Regions from separate parts of the Mus musculus genome. Here region 2 is linked to region 1. A link is a contact called in public HiChIP or PLAC-seq data. All regions are on one chromosome and are shown on one strand. Each heading gives the region's core, a stretch centred on a gene start, on an enhancer-like site or on the middle of the called end of the contact. The rest is flanking DNA. Distances are from core to core; before and after follow the strand shown. Region 1 holds the start of Plekha5 (pleckstrin homology domain containing, family A member 5). Region 2 overlaps Plekha5 (pleckstrin homology domain containing, family A member 5).

Evidence for each region. HiChIP or PLAC-seq counts read pairs in DNA pulled down with a chosen protein or histone mark.
Region 2: a contact with region 1 is called in an HNF4G HiChIP or PLAC-seq map of pancreatic cancer cells. The contact joins the enhancer-like site here to the promoter of Plekha5 in region 1. A contact is called at or near these places in 1 of 39 promoter capture datasets (the C10 cell line), 6 of 484 Hi-C or Micro-C datasets (CD4 T cells, brain, embryonic stem cells and 3 more), 4 of 115 datasets of contacts at active chromatin or transcription factors (effector CD8 T cells, embryonic stem cells and pancreatic cancer cells) and 2 of 9 other capture datasets (adipose tissue and liver).

Annotation. Positions count from the first base shown.
Region 1 is chr6:140,421,673-140,426,238 of GRCm38.p6, reverse strand. Plekha5 (pleckstrin homology domain containing, family A member 5) reads right to left here and starts at 2,140. Exons shown (of 31, transcript NM_144920.3): 1 at 1,983-2,140; 2 at 1,783-1,862. The coding sequence starts at 2,074.
Region 2 is chr6:140,507,284-140,511,849 of GRCm38.p6, reverse strand. The region is part of intron 3 of Plekha5 (pleckstrin homology domain containing, family A member 5); the gene reads right to left. Among named protein-coding and RNA genes, the nearest start is that of Plekha5, 85 kb to the right of the region's middle. Within about 2 kb of position 2,484, at least 66 of the 459 cell types and tissues checked have an H3K27ac peak or open chromatin away from gene starts, as enhancers often do. A contact at or near this core is called in pancreatic cancer cells and uterus, where this site is marked.

The DNA of each region.
Region 1 (4,566 bases), core at 891-3,390:
GGATCAGCTGTGATATCCCAAAGGCAAAGTCTTCGAGCCCTGGTAAAACACCCATCACTGACTGCACAAACCCCAAATGGGCAGCATTTTGCCTTTTTAGGTATATCTTGTTTATTCAAAACCCTATTTTTCAATTCGAATCCATTTAGGTTTCTTCTACCATGAAAGGAACGCAAGCCTTCAATTAGTGGAAAACTGACTGAATCCTTACACACGAGTTTCAACACACTTGACCTGAAGAGAGGTGGGGTTTCAAGTGAGCGACTGCATCTTTATGTGCCACTTATGTGCCACAGGCCACTTATGTGCCACTTATGATGACAAGAGCTTTGGATTTAATCACAGCATCTCCAGAATGAAAAGGCACACATGTGTGCACAGAACGGGAGCCCAAGCAAAGTAAATCAAACAAGAATAAATAAATAGATAAATGCGAAATCACATCATAGAATAAAATATTTCCGGCATGTGACTGCTATTTTTTAATCTGTGAGGGTAATTCGAAGACATTCGTGTCATACGTAATCAAAATAGGCCTGAGATAATGCCATAAAACATTTGGGCTAAATTCTTTTAACCCTATATTGTCTTCCATGAAATAAACGTGCCCATATCCACAAGGGTAACGAGGCTATCAAAGTTGCAAATGCGTACAGTAAACAGGCTGAAGCTAAAGAGTGCAGAGAGTTAGGAAACATGACGGTTTATTAGTCAGAAATGCCCTAAAAATGTAACCTCATCATGCCTGCTACAGCAGCCTTCCCTTTCCTCCTCCACACTTGTGCAAATTTGGACACATTATTAGTCACTTCACTGAACTCCAGCGTTTAGCAGAAAAGGCAGGTTTGTTCACCCTTCTGGCAACTTTAATAGGAGATCCTCAGAACCTCGGAGCTGGCGAGAAAAGTACCCAGAGGGAGAGACAGAACTGGGCCTCACCTTCGACCCAACTGTTCTCAAGCCTTTGCAGTCACCCGGAATAGAGGCGGGCCAGTATGAGAACTCACGTTACGTTTCAGGCAAACAAGTTGGGTGAATGTAAACAAAGAATGACAAAAGAAAGCCAGACCAGCACTGAAACCACCACAAGCCCTCCTCCAGCTCAACTCATGCTAAACATTCAAGAAAGCTATCAAAGCAACCCGAGATGCATTTCCTCGTGGAACTGGGGCCCGAAGGCCCCCCACGCGGGACCGCCCTGGCTCGCCCACCGCCTGCTGGTGGTACGTGGAGCTTGGCTGCGGCTACCGGGGACTTTTGAGCCGGGATCACTGGCTGCGGCGCCCGCTCCAGCGTCCTAACTCCAGCGGCTACTCGGGTAGCAGGAGGGGACTCACCGGTGTTTGGATCACATGGTGGGGGGGCACCGCAGCACCCCTAACTCTTCCATCAGTCACCTACCCACAGTCCCACTTAGGAGAAGTAGGAGGTGGTGGAGGAGGAAGCTGCTTGGCAGAAAGCAGTTCTCTGGGGAGCAGGGCGAGGATGCGGGACCGTCTCACCGCAGGGGTGCTGGGATGCGGGGAGCAAAGGGGAGCGGGTGAGGACTTCCTAAAGGGTGCTGGAGGCGGAGACGGGGGCGATCCGGGGTAGAGGGGCGTCGCCCATCCTCGGGGGGCGTCCGGGAAAGGATGGGGACCAGGGCGCCAGGAAGAGGGCGCCGTCTCCAAGCGCTGATGAAAAGGCGGAGAAGAATAGGCGCCCCGGGACTCAGTCGCGCGGAGCCCGGAGCCCCTCCAACCCCGCCAGGTGGCCCGGAGCCGCAGCCCCGGCCGGCCCTACCTGTGCTCTGCCGCCGGTGCCCGGTGACCACGGCCTCGCCGGTGACCGGGTGTAGCCAGGTGGTGCTCTTGGCCTCCTCGCTGCAGGGAAGAGAAGGGACAGGCGCTGAGCGGCGCGAGGGGCGACCCACGGGGGCCCCCGGCCCGCTCGCTCCCACCGCTCCCCCCAGCCGCCCGGCGGCGCCTCCCCCGCCCGCTCACTTGATGAAGAAGACGCGGCCGCCCCTAGTGATCCCGTACGTCCAGGAGCGCGGCAGCGAGCAGATCCACTCCAGGTTCAGGTCGGCCGCCATGTCTGCTCCCCGGCCGCCGCCGCCGCCGCCTTGTGCTGCCGCCGCCGCTGAGGAAGGAGGGCGCGAGCGAGCGAGCGAGCGAGCGAGCGAAAGGAGCGCAGGGCGCGCGGCCCGGCCCGAGCGCGCCCCCGCGGCCGCCCTACCCCCTCGGGCGGCGCCCTCCCCGCCGCCCCGGCTGAGTCCGGCCTGCGTCGCCGCCCCTCGGCATCCTCCGCGGCCGGCCGCCGGCCCGCGCTGCGCTCGCTCGCTCGCTCGCTCGGAGGCTGGGCGAAGCGGCGCCGCGCCCCCGCCAAAGCCCTCCCCCGTGCCCCGCCCGCGCCGCGCGAAGGTTCCGGGGTCGGGTCCCGCCGGCGCCCGCCCGGAGGGCTGGGCTCCGAACCTGTGAGGTTTTGAATCAGCTACTGCCTGCCTAGCCCGGGGCTTCTCTGGGAGACGCCGGGCGTTGAAATGGAAAACTGCTTTTGGGAAAGGCTTTTCTGGTGTGTGGCGTGCCAAATAAAGGAGGGTCCGCGAGTGAGCTCGGACCACTGAAATGGGACTGATTCAGACTTAAGGTCTTTTTGTTACTGGTGGTTTTTTTTTTTTCCTTTCTAAGCTTCTGAGCCATATAATAGTTTAGAAAATAAAAACTTGCCTTTTCCTTTCTTAAAAAAGATGCACTTGATTATCAACGTGAATTTCTAGGCTCCCAATCTCTCTCATTTATTACAAGGGCAACTTAACTTTACGGAGTCCTTGGGGTGGTGGACATTTAAATCCCTTCGAACTATGATTGTCTCCGTTTCACTGAGAGGGGCAAAGAAACGTAAAGGAACAAAGGTGATTGTGCCCAGGGTTATGGTGAAAAATGGCAAAGTCTGAATTCAAATCGCCTATAGATTTCCAAGAGTCTACTCGAATGAATACGTTGCTGTATAGTATTTTTAATGCCTTGGCACCCCCGGCCCCCTTGTCCTTTGAACAAAGGAAGGGTTCACTGCTAGTAAGACCTCCCTTGCACCAGTAAAGAGCGCTATGCTTGCTCCTTACTGCCCCTGGTCCTTCATCATCACTCTTGGAATTGTCTCCATGGCTTTGCAGCAAATGACTCATCCCAGAGGAAACACAGTTCAATAATAACAGTACAACTTGGCATTCTCGAAGCACCTTTTTTTTTTTTTTCCCTGACCAGTTTGGATGCTTCTGAGGCATTCTCTCATTCATCTTCCCAAGTAACTGAAATAAGTAAATGATGCTTTTCAACCTTTAAGGAAACCAAGGCACAGGGAGGGTGAATGCCCTTGGCCAAAGCTCCTGATGAGCGTGCATTTTCATTGGCTTTTCCTCCTATCTCCTGATTCCCCAAGGCCATACGTCTCTGGTGAAACGGAGACTGCAATTACTGCTATAATTTTCCTGTCCATCTGCATATACAGGAGGAAAAAAAAATACCATCGCTGTAATGTTTTCTCTTTTGGGTTCGTTTGTATTCTGCTCCCTCATTTCAGTCCTTATTACTTTTTGACATCTTATCTCCTACCCAGTCTCTGGAAAATATGACTTTTTTTTTTTTTTAATCAATGAATAGCTGGCAGGAAATGTCCCACATTAGCATCAGTGGTCACTGGCACAGCACAGCAAGTATAAGAAGAGCTGTTGACTCTCTGTTATCATTACAAACTTAAAAGTCTCCCAAATGCCACAATAGCTTATGAATCTAGTGCTTGGTAGTCCTGCTGAGGGATTTGGATGTTTGCATACCACCGAGAAGTCTATACGTTGACTGTGTGCTGTGCTCGGCTTCTATTTAGCTCTGGATCTTTGGATACTACAAGATGTGTTCACAGAAAGCACATCTCAAAAGTCAATATAGATTAACTTATGTATCTTTCAAAATCGCAACCAAAGGCTATGGATGTAGTTCAACTGTAGAGTGCACATTCTATGCTTGGGGTTTGGGGAGGTAGAAAGAGAGACAGAGACAAGAGAGAGAGAGAGAAGGAAGAAAAGAAAAACATTTGCAGTACTCAAATAGTAATCTAGAATCTTTTCGTTTGTTTCGTTGTTTCGTTTTGTTTTGTTTGTTTGTTTGTTGAGACAGGATCTCACTGTATAGCCCAGGCTGTCCTGGAACTTGCTCTGTTGACCAGGCTAGCCTCTAAATCGGAGATTTGCCTGCTTCTGCCTCCAGAATGCTGGATCTAACGGTGTGCACCACTGCTCCCTGTGTAATCTAGACTCTTAAGAATAATTCCCGATGTCCTGGAGTTTAGGGAAAACAGCAAATAAAAGAGTTAATGATGTGTATACAAAGCAAGACAGGTTTTGATTGGGGTAAATAACAGCCCATATGACCTCCAGAGCCAGTGAAAGTGGCTTCGTACATTACAATGTTGAATGCTCTAAATAATGTCTCGTCATTAATGGGTAAAAATTTTTATTTTCTTAAAATCTCCTTGAAATGCCCATTCCTTAGGGACACACTGTTTATTGGGTCTGTTTGATCATGCCTT
Region 2 (4,566 bases), core at 1,235-3,734, 85 kb before region 1:
GTACATATGGCTCAGAATCCTCCCTTCCTTTTTTAGGTTAAGATTTTGCTAATTTCAATTATATTCAACTTAAACTTTTTACACTAATAAAGAAAACAATCCCACCTTGGGGACGTCAAAAAGAAGTCAATAAACCTCCCTCACAATTCCAAAGGCAAAGGCGAATCCAATACCAGACATCATACTAACTTAGAGTGAGAGTACTAGAATAGAGAAAGCTTTGTTTGTTTGTTTGTTATTGAGACAGGATTTCTCTGTGCAGCCTTATCAGGCTGTTCTCAAACTCAAGAGATCCAACTGCCTCAGTCTCCTAAGTGTTGGGATTAAAGGCATACAACCACTGCTGCCCGGCTATTGGGCTTATTACCTCTAAAGCAATTAGACTCCCTATTATCTAATGAAGACGTCCTCATCAGGACAGCTTTGCAACAGAGAACCTAGAAATTCACTAAGACGAATGGGATGACACACATATCTACCCCAACATCTAGGAGCACCAAGACCAGAGGATCGAGAGGTAAAGGCTAGCTGGAGCGATCCCGTGAGGCTCTTGGTGATCGCTTGACTTAGTTAGCAAAATGGCTCCACTGAGAGATAGATGTCTAGGAATGGAGGAGCACAATCCTGGGTATGTTTGGAGGGCATTTCTAAAAAGGACTGGCATGTGGGTAAGTGGTAGATGGAAATTCTATGGATATAACTGAGAAGAGGGAGTCAGGGTACATGTGGAAGCTCTCCTCTTCCAGAAACCAAGGTCACTGTTGCCATCATCTATGGACATCAGGCCCCAGTAGTGCCAGCCTTTCAATGTGGACTCAGCACCAGGGACTCTCTAGCGTGCAGGTAGCCATCACACAGCTACCCTGCCTTCTATTACGTAAGCCACGCTAATAAATCTCCTTGTATCACTCACTCTCTCCCCCTCCATACACCTTCTTTTAGTTCTGATCTTCTAGAAACCCTAGAATATACATTTTGGTACCAGGAATGGGGACTTCTCAATTCCTGAAATATCTAAGGTACTTTTAATTTTAACACTCTTGTATAAATTGTCTGGCTTCTCTTTAATGGCTTCTTTGCCTGCAACTTTAAAGAAACTACTTTTCTGGCCAAACTGTATGTTTTCCTATGAATTTCTGCTCTGCTTTTAAAAGCTCCCAATTCTCAATGAAAACTAGTGGTAGTGCAGCTAGCACTAGCAATGGCATAGCCTGAACACTATATCATTTTTCAATTTATACTCTTTCAAGGTTTCAGACATGCATAAACTAGAGACAGATTCTGTGCTAGAATATAACATGAATGGTTTCCAGTCCAATTCTAATAGAGTCATGTTCCCTTTTAAACCTCACAGAATAGTCTTTACTGTGTATTTCTATAAGGTTCTAGCTTTCTAAACTCCTACCAGAATGGTCCACTTAGCTTTGCTTAACGAACTGTAGGAGGGGTGCTCTAGTCTGCCTTCAAACTCTTTCACATTCTTCTTATACATCAGTTTTCAAAACCTAATAATCATGTTGTTAGGTTTAGTTACAGTGACCTTACTCCCCTGGTACCAATTTTTTCTATTAGTTATTTTTGCATGGCTTAGACATACTATCTGACAGAACTAACTTACAGGAGGACTGCTTTATTCTCAGTTATCTGCATTGCATCATGTCAGGGACACCATGCCCAAGCAGCTCGCCTCATGGAGGAAGGACCACGGAGTGTTAGAGGCTGAGCGAGCACACCATAGAAGAGCAGGAAGCGGAGGAAACAACACACAGGGACCAGGGGCCAAGGAGCCTTCGAGGGCCAACCTTGTAAAGCTTCCAGGGCTTTCCAAAATAATAACAACACTTAGTGACCTGGGCTCAAGTATATGAACATTAAAACCATGACATCCGGGCTGGTGAGACGGCCTGGTTAAGAGCGCTAACTGCTCTTCCACAGGTCAGGAGTTCAAATCCCAGCAACCACATGGTGGCTCACAACCATCCATAATGAAATCTGATGCCCTCTTCTGGAGTGTCTGAGGACAGCTACAGTGTTAAAAAAAAACAAAAAACAAAAACCATGACATCCTATCCTGTTTTAAGGAAACAATCAAACAACTATAAACCTGGAAACAAACAACAACAACAAAAACATCAGCTACGCAGATGAACAAAATAATGTACTAAAAAGCAACGTTGCCATTCCTCTCATGCACCTGGGTTACATGTGATCCCGTAGTAAAGCAGGACTTTCAAAATCAGACAAAAACCTAGCTCAGCGTTTGCAGCATCACACAGTGGTCCAGGGGCTCCACAACGCACTGCTCCAAGAAACAATGAAATGAAACAAGAGATCTGCTCCAAGAGTCTCCACCTGGGGAGAGGAAGAAGGGACAAGGCAGCCTAGCACTTGGTTTATGACATTATGGCGCTTGTGAAGTCTCTTGCCCTCGCAACAACGAAGACGAAGACGGCTTACTCACTGTTTACAGTGTGGTCAGCCACGGGAACAAAGGGGAGAGTAAGATAAAGTCCCTCTTTCAAGGTCACCACAGGCCCAACTGACAGCTTAATAGGAGAAAGCGGGCTGTAAACAAATCATTAAAACATAACCTGGTTTGAGAGCCCAGAGGAGGAAATGGCTAATGGCCTGGGGGATATGTGGAAACTGCTTAACAAAACGAAGGCCATCCGACTATTTCAAGATGAAATCCATTAGGGGTAGCTATGCTCGGAGCACACACGTCAGCAAAAAGTCTAAACTTCTCACACACACACACACACACACACACACACACACACACACTACCCACTAGCAGACAAACTATTTACTTACAGAAAGATGACTAACAATAAGGCAATTCTCATGTGCCTTGTACAATTCTGCCCAGCAGGTCTCAGGCCTGCACTGATCACATGGTCAGGAGAAAGCCAAGAAAAGCTGTGGAGACAGACAGCCCACTACACTGCTGAAGCCAATCAACTTCAAATCCGTGGGGAGTCCTAAACCTCAACTAATCCCAATTTTCTTTTCACGTATCTCTAAAGTCTACCGCAGGAGCCGCGCCTCATGAAGACAGAAGAGAAGGCCAGTGAGGGCTCAGGTGGTAAAAGTCATTGCCATTTTGGCCTCATGACATGAATGCAGTCCCTGAGGCCGATGGGAGGAGAGAACCAACTCTCCAAAGTGGGTGTACATATACAAACGAAAACAAAGCATTTCTAAAAACCACAGCGAAAGGTTCCACTTGGCAGTGGTTAGGCTCACATGCTGCCCTAGCAGAGGAGCAGGGTTTGAGTCCCACCACTCACATGGCACAACCATCTGTAACCACAGAGTCAGAGGACCGAACCGCTTCTGGTCACTGTGGGTACCAGGCACATAAACGGTAAAAAGATACTACACACGTCCAGCCAAAACACAATATGTATCAAATGGACAGACAGACGACAAACAGGATACGATCTACAACCAAAAACTAGAGTTCAGCAGGGGTCTCATAAGAACTTACACCAGCACCCGTGTTTCACTCAAGCACAAGGCACGCCTGTGAGACACCCGACAGCCCAGCGGCCACACTGTCAGTTTTGAGTCCTTACATACTTACGATTTCACTTCTCAGTGGATTGTAATCTTGAAAATGCTACCCCTGCCCTTGACTTACTTGATCTATCTGGATTCGCAACATTCACTCTGCAAGAGATTTATTTCCAAATACCTCAATCTGAAACCCGATCCCATCCATCATCTGGGGCCAATTTATTCATAATTAATATTCAATATAGAAGCTCTTGTAATGGGAAAGGAGCCCTGTTTCTAGTATTTCCTCCCAGTACCTAACACTACGGTAAGACAGTAAGTGTAAGGTGTCTCATTGGTTAGTTAAGGATTTCACCCCCTTAGTCATTTAATACAAATCTTTCTGATGTGGAAATAGTAGAATGCGCTTGACCTTGTGGTCCATGCCTGTGAGCTCAACTCCCAGGAGGTGGAAACTGTGTTTAAAAAAAAAAAAATCAAGAATGGGTGTGGGGGTGAGTTTCCATTGTTTCAGGTTGCTGTTCTTTTAGAGATAAAACCTCACAAAGCAGCAGACGTCTGGAATAAGTACTTGGAAGAGATGTAAGAATCCAGTCAGTCCATAAACACCTGCTTAGGAAGAAACCAATTATAATGAGAAAGCCCCTCATACCACTAGACTCGTCCTCTGTAGGGAGTGGAAGCTACTAGAACATACTTGCTAACTAAGAGAATCCAGAAGCTCTGAATTTGAGACTATCCAGTTCTCAGGTCATTAATGAGCAAGGTGACCTTTTTTCCTAAGGCCAGTTAGTAAGACTCTGACTTAAGGCTTTAAGAATTCTCTTTCTTCTTCCAATCCTTTCTAAATTCTGCTTTTTGCATGAGGTAAGTTACAGCTAATTCAATTCGTTTATAAACTGTGTGCCTCACCAACTTATATTTTTCAAGTCCTGTTCAAATACTATCTTCTTCGGGAGATTTCGCCCAAGCTGCTAGCTGAGGTCACACTGCCTGTTATAATCAGTCCTGTGAGTAACTACATATTTCTATTTCAAAGCACCTACC